2 separate regions of the Zea mays genome follow, and region 1 is linked to region 2. Evidence: chromatin contacts called from public Hi-C data. All regions are on one chromosome and are shown on one strand. The core of a region is the stretch at or near the end of the contact, and the rest is flanking DNA. Distances in the headings are between cores, read along the strand shown. Region 1 holds the start of LOC100037751 (tubulin alpha-1 chain-like). Region 2 holds the start of LOC100194106.

Evidence for each region. A called contact is a pair of places that touch in the nucleus more often than the background predicts.
Region 1: a Hi-C map of endosperm shows a contact between it and region 2, with 1.8 times the contacts expected there. The contact joins the promoter of LOC100037751 here to the promoter of LOC100194106 in region 2. A contact is called at or near these places in 3 of 25 Hi-C or Micro-C datasets (endosperm, root tip and tassel).

The regions. Positions count from the first base shown.
Region 1 is chr1:277,610,669-277,613,727 of Zm-B73-REFERENCE-NAM-5.0, forward strand. It overlaps LOC100037751 (tubulin alpha-1 chain-like), which reads left to right and starts at 1,687. Exons shown (of 4, transcript NM_001308507.1): 1 at 1,687-1,935; 2 at 2,800-3,034. The coding sequence starts at 1,843. LOC103643947 (tubulin alpha-2 chain-like) reads left to right here. Exons shown (of 4, transcript NM_001397163.1): 4 at 1-602. The coding sequence ends at 403.
Region 2 is chr1:277,471,389-277,474,300 of Zm-B73-REFERENCE-NAM-5.0, forward strand. It overlaps LOC100194106, which reads right to left and starts at 1,469. Exons shown (of 5, transcript NM_001329706.1): 1 at 1,394-1,469; 2 at 1,016-1,167; 3 at 297-911; 4 at 1-194. The coding sequence starts at 1,042.

The sequences.
Region 1 (3,059 bases), core at 437-2,936, 140 kb after region 2:
GTACCGTGGTGATGTGGTCCCCAAGGATGTGAATGCTGCTGTGGCCACCATCAAGACCAAGCGCACCATCCAGTTTGTGGACTGGTGCCCAACTGGCTTTAAGTGCGGCATTAACTACCAGCCTCCAAGTGTGGTGCCTGGTGGTGACCTGGCCAAGGTGCAGCGCGCTGTGTGCATGATCTCCAACTCCACCAGTGTTGTGGAGGTGTTCTCCCGCATCGACCACAAGTTCGACCTCATGTACGCCAAGCGTGCCTTCGTGCACTGGTATGTCGGTGAGGGTATGGAGGAGGGCGAGTTCTCTGAGGCCCGTGAGGATCTGGCAGCGCTCGAGAAGGACTACGAGGAGGTTGGTGCTGAGTTTGATGAGGGTGAGGAAGGTGATGATGGTGATGAGTACTAGAAGTATCCTGATGCGGTCATCGTCAGGCTTGTGTGCTGCTCTTGTCCCCGTTGTGGTTTGCAACACCTGATGTTGTAAGACTTTCTGGTTATGTCCGCCCCGCTGTGCCACTGGGTTATTAAGAACGTCGTTATGGATGGTTGTCTACACTACATTATTGCTTCTCGATATTGGAAAACTGTTATGCGCCTCGGTGGATTGTGTTGTTGTCGTAATGTCATCACTCATACGCCGCTGGGAATTTTGAGGCCTGTCAAGCATCAGGATTGCGTTATGAGTTAAATGCTTCAGCGACGTTTAAACTTGTCTAAGGTGCCATCTAGATCATGAACTTGTCAAGGGTTGCCACTTAGATCATGAACTTCGTAAATATGTTTTTGGATCCAAAATATGTTTTTGATCCTTAAGGGTGTGTTTGGTTGAATGTATAAGAAGGGATGAAAGAGGAATGTCATAATTTCTATAGTGTTTGGTTGAGAGACAAGTGAGGACGAGATAAATACCTAAGAAGGGATGAAAGAGGAATGCCACAATTTCTATAGTGTTTGGTTCAGAGACAAGTGACAATTTCTATAGTGTTTGGTTGAGAGACAAGTGAGGGCGAGTAAATACCGCAATAATTTTTTGGTGGCACCGAATTTTTGTGAAGTTGTATACATTTTGGACACCAATAGAAAATAGAATTAAAAAAATATAAAACTGGTGTCATTTAAATCAGTGTCACGTTATTAAAATTTAAAACTATCAACTAAAATTGTCTAATGGATTATTTATGTGGTTTTGTAAAGTTGTGGAGATTAAACAACCAGTTTTGAAGATAAGTAAGTGAAATAGTCAAATATAAAACTAGGTTAAGAATTTAGGTACACTTACGACTAGTTTAGATGCCGCAAAATGGGTTAAATTTTTCTTCTTATTCAAAATTAAATAATAAGGTGAATTTAACTACTCTAATTTCCTCTGTTTTTTTAACTCCCAAACTATCCCTTATTCGTAATAATAGGAAGCGGTGACAGTTTGGTGGTGAGAACTCAGGTATCAACAAAAAGAAATGTATTTTTGAAATATTTTGCTCGTAATGCCCTGCAAGGTTTCGATTTCCGTAGCCAGTACATGTCCGCTCTTGACCCAGGTACTGTGTCACGAACCAACCGACCGTTGAACGGACGTGGAGCACGAACCATTAAAACAATCAAAATCTCAGGGGCTCAAACGAAAAAACACCGCCCCCTTCCCTCGCTTGCGCTGGCACTCCATCGTGGGCTCGTGGCCCAGGCTGTCGTTCTGTTCTATAAAGCGAGACGAGTGGGAGCAGGCGTAACCCTAATTGAGCATCGCAGAGATAGGCGTCTTCGTACTCGCCTACCTCCGCGGCTCAAACCTTTCCCCCTTCTCCCAATTCCTTCCGCCGGCCGCCGCTCCACCCGTACGACGACACCATGAGGGAGTGCATTTCGATCCACATCGGCCAGGCCGGTATCCAGGTCGGAAACGCGTGCTGGGAGCTGTACTGCCTTGAGCATGGCATTCAGGTAACGATCCGTCATTCCCTCCCCCGTTCTCCCTCTGTTGAGGTAGATCTATAATCGGTATGGGGGTTTCATCGCTAATATTTGCTGGATTTTTGGTGGGGCTGAATCCGCCGGAGGAAATGACGTTTCAAATCGGTAGATCTGTACGGATCTGGATGCATGTAATGGTGGCTACCCGGATCCGGGTTTGCTAGGTCTGATCCGGAGAACTGGTGTCTGAGCGAGATTGCAATTGTTTTTGAACTGGAATTTTGATACGTAGAATTTGAATAGGGATCACCCGAAACCCACGTGCGTGGTAGATCTGAGTGCCCAGAATTCGTTTAAATGTACTGTCAGTTTGGATCTTTGAATTTTCATAGGCTAAGTTCCGTATTGCCTGTTGATATGTGAGCCTTGATGTACAAATACAGACTATAGTATGTTTAGTGTTAATTTGATGTGAGCCTTGATGAATTTTCACAGGCTAAGTTCCATGCCCACAATGCATCCATTCATACTGTTATTAATTCTGTAAAAAAAACGAATACACGTCACTCTTAGGCACCTTAACCCAATTTGCATTTTTCTGTTTAAATCTGTTAGAAATGGGATAGAGACTGGCATGTTGTTATGTAGTCCTAGCTGTTATTAGCTTTATCTAGGACTAAATGCTGTTCACATATTTCAAGTGTTTGCAATCGGAGATTCAATCATGGCTCCCTAGGACATTTGAATCGTGTGTCATAGTTTGAAATATGAGATTCAGGCCTGTGTTACCTTAAGATCATGCATCTGTCTGGTCTACTACTGTAGATGGCATGTATTTTTTACATAGACTCCTTAAGTCGCATATTAACACTACTACATTTGTGTTTTGTTCAGGCTGACGGTCAGATGCCCGGTGACAAGACCATTGGGGGAGGTGATGATGCTTTCAACACCTTCTTCAGTGAGACTGGTGCTGGGAAGCACGTGCCCCGTGCTGTTTTTGTTGACCTTGAACCCACTGTCATCGATGAGGTGAGAACTGGCACCTACCGCCAGCTCTTCCACCCTGAGCAGCTCATCAGTGGGAAGGAGGATGCAGCCAACAACTTTGCCCGTGGTCACTACACCAGTAAGTAATCTGATCTGAGCGTCAG
Region 2 (2,912 bases), core at 219-2,718:
CCGGAAGCCTCGGTGGCAACGAAGTTCTCGTCGCAGGAGGAGCCCTCGTCGTCGTCGGCCGACAGCTGGGACTTCTTGACCAGCACCGCCGCCTCGACCGGGCGCCGCCGGGCGTCGTCCTCCAGCCCCTTCACCTGGTCCTGCAGCTGCTTCACGTACTTGATCGCGTCGCCGAGCACCGATGCCTTGTCCATCTGCGACGAGCACCATCCAAATCAGTTAGTTGACCGGAACTGGCTGGCTAGTACTAGTAGTCGCGCTCGGCGGCATGTCGCCATGGATTTGGCCCTACGTACCTTCTTGAGGCCAGGGACGATCTTGGAGAGGGCGATGAAGCGCTGGCTGAGCTTCTCGCGGCGCTTCCGCTCGGCCAAGATGTGGTCCTGGTTCTGGGAGGCCGGGCGCGTGTTGGCGGACGGCGCGTTGGCGGCCTCGGCCACCGCGGCCATGTCGTCGTAGGAACGCTTGGCCGGGCGCGCCTGCTGGAACGGCGGCATCGCGGCGGCGTCCATCATCTCCTGCTTCGGCGCCTTCGCGGCGGCGGCGGCGGCGCCGTAGTACCCGGCGCAGCTGGGCGGCTGGTGCGTCGTCGGCTCCGCCTTGGCGAACGCGGTGTGGCCGCCGAAGGAGAGGATGGTCGGCGAGGAGGAGTCCGCGGCGGGGGAGCCCTGCTCCGTGATGCACGAGTCCCAGCTGGTGTTGACCTTGGCCGCCTTGCGCGGGCGGTGGTGCGGCTGCTCGGCCGCCGCGGGCTGCTGCAGCTGCATGGGCATCGCCGTCGCCAGGGCCGCCGCCACGGCGTGGTCCACCGGCTCCCCCTGGCCGAACGCCACCGCGATCTGCTGCTCCGTGTACTGCTCCAGCAGCGTGTCGGACTGCCACTGGTGGAAAAAGCTCGGCTCGTCCATCACCTGCGCGCGCGCCAGCAAATTAAAGGAAGCATCAGGCCATCAGCTGCTGCCATCGAACGGCAGATGACAAGCTCATCAACCAGTAACGGACCCGGATCACTCACCATGTTGGAGAACCACTGCGTTGCCATCTGCACACTGCTTGCTTGGGATTGGGATTTGGGAGTCCGGCACGCCTTGCTTCCGAACCGAAATCCAAAAGGACTGCTAGCGCTCTAGGCTTAATTACTAGCTGCTCCAAAGCTCAGCACAGGTCCTGATGAACAGCATCAACAGACAAGAGTTAGGTAGAGAGAGAGAGAGGGGGGGGGAGATCACTGCATTGCGCGCAGAGGCGAATCAGCTGCGTGCTACTCCGTACACACATAAATTAGCTGGAGTGGCACGAGATGCAAGGAAGAGCGCGCATCTGATTCTGAGAGGAGTGGTGTGACATCATGGTATGGTATGGTATGTGTTGTGAGGGAGGGAGTGCGACCAACCTGTGGAGATTGGATTGGAGGAGAGGGGGCGTATAGCCTGGTCCCTTTCGTTCACAATGGCAGCACCAATGGAGATGGGAGAATGGGACATGCCGCATCGCCTTATATAACCACTCGGGCTGGACTGGGCTGGGTTGGGTTGGGCCACACTGTTTTTAATTGCGGTTGGGTTGGGTGTGAATGTGGACTACTCGGCCTCCTCGGCTCCTCCTTGCATTGCAATGGTGGTTCCTTTGAGCTGCGATCCAACTGTGCAAATGGCGGCTAAAGTATTCTCGCGTCCCTCTTCCTCTAAACTTTTTATATTGCGCGCCCTCTCCCTTGTATTGTACAGCATCCTGGCAAGTAGGCCATGTTTATTTGATCGCCTTACCTCATGATGGCGTCAGCGCAGCGGAGGGGTTGCTTAGGCAATTACTACTGTTTTGTCCTTTTTTGTGCTGTTGCCCCCCCCCCCCCGGGTGCAAGGTCAGCTGGTAATTCAGTTAATTATGGGTTAGTTAATTCGTATTGATCTTCTATACTTCATATATGAGCCAATTGATTGCTACCATAGTTATTGTTTTCCTTATATCATACAATAGAATTTGCTATGCAAATTATTATTATTGTTTTTAGCGTTGAGCTTATTACGATTTATAAAAAAATAAATCTTAATTTCGTTGTATATGTTTTTAAATAGTTGGTATAAATTTCAGATACGGATACGGATTTAGATTTGAATGTTTTTTCACCTTTTTCGTCAATGAAAAAAGTATAGTTTTTATTCTTATCTTCCATAATATTTCTTAACAGCATTACTAAAGACTAGCACTAAATTTTATGTATATCTATGTTAAAATATTAAATTTATCATATAATTCGGATGCTTATAATCCATTCCTAATCGTACAGTGTTCAAGTGTGTGTATATATGAGACCATGCATGAAACAAGAATAGCACTTAGGTTTTGGTTCTTTTGATGCACCCGTTGCAACATTCGGGAGATATTTTTCTCGTCAGCATCCCTCCTCCAGTCATATCTCGACAGACGACGACTCATTACTGGCTCAGCCTGAATCGTTTAAACCGACCTCGATTGCTTTTAATTTCTCTAGCAGCAGCACTCATCATATCAGAGCTAAAAGCTGCACAGCAGACCGGGGATAAAATAAATAATCGCCGCATCGGTAGGCAACAAATCAGTGGTTCGTGCAGTTTATTTTTGAGGGAATTAAATGATGGAATTATCTGAAAAAAAAAATGCTCTGGGTGTACGTTTTTATTGCCAGTGCAGCCTGTAGCTTGCCAGCAAAGATGCCTCGATCGGGTGGATTATGACTTGGGCCCAACCCACATGCATGGGGCCACTAGCTAAAAGCAGCAAAAAAAATAAAATAAAAAGAGTACACGTATGTAGTGTCGAAGCATTATGAGTAGTATTAGACAAGCGGGGATTATGAAATGGTGATCTAATAACGTCGGACTAATCTAGAGATCTGCTCGAGATTTGTTCTAGTTTGTTTCCAAGATATTCGC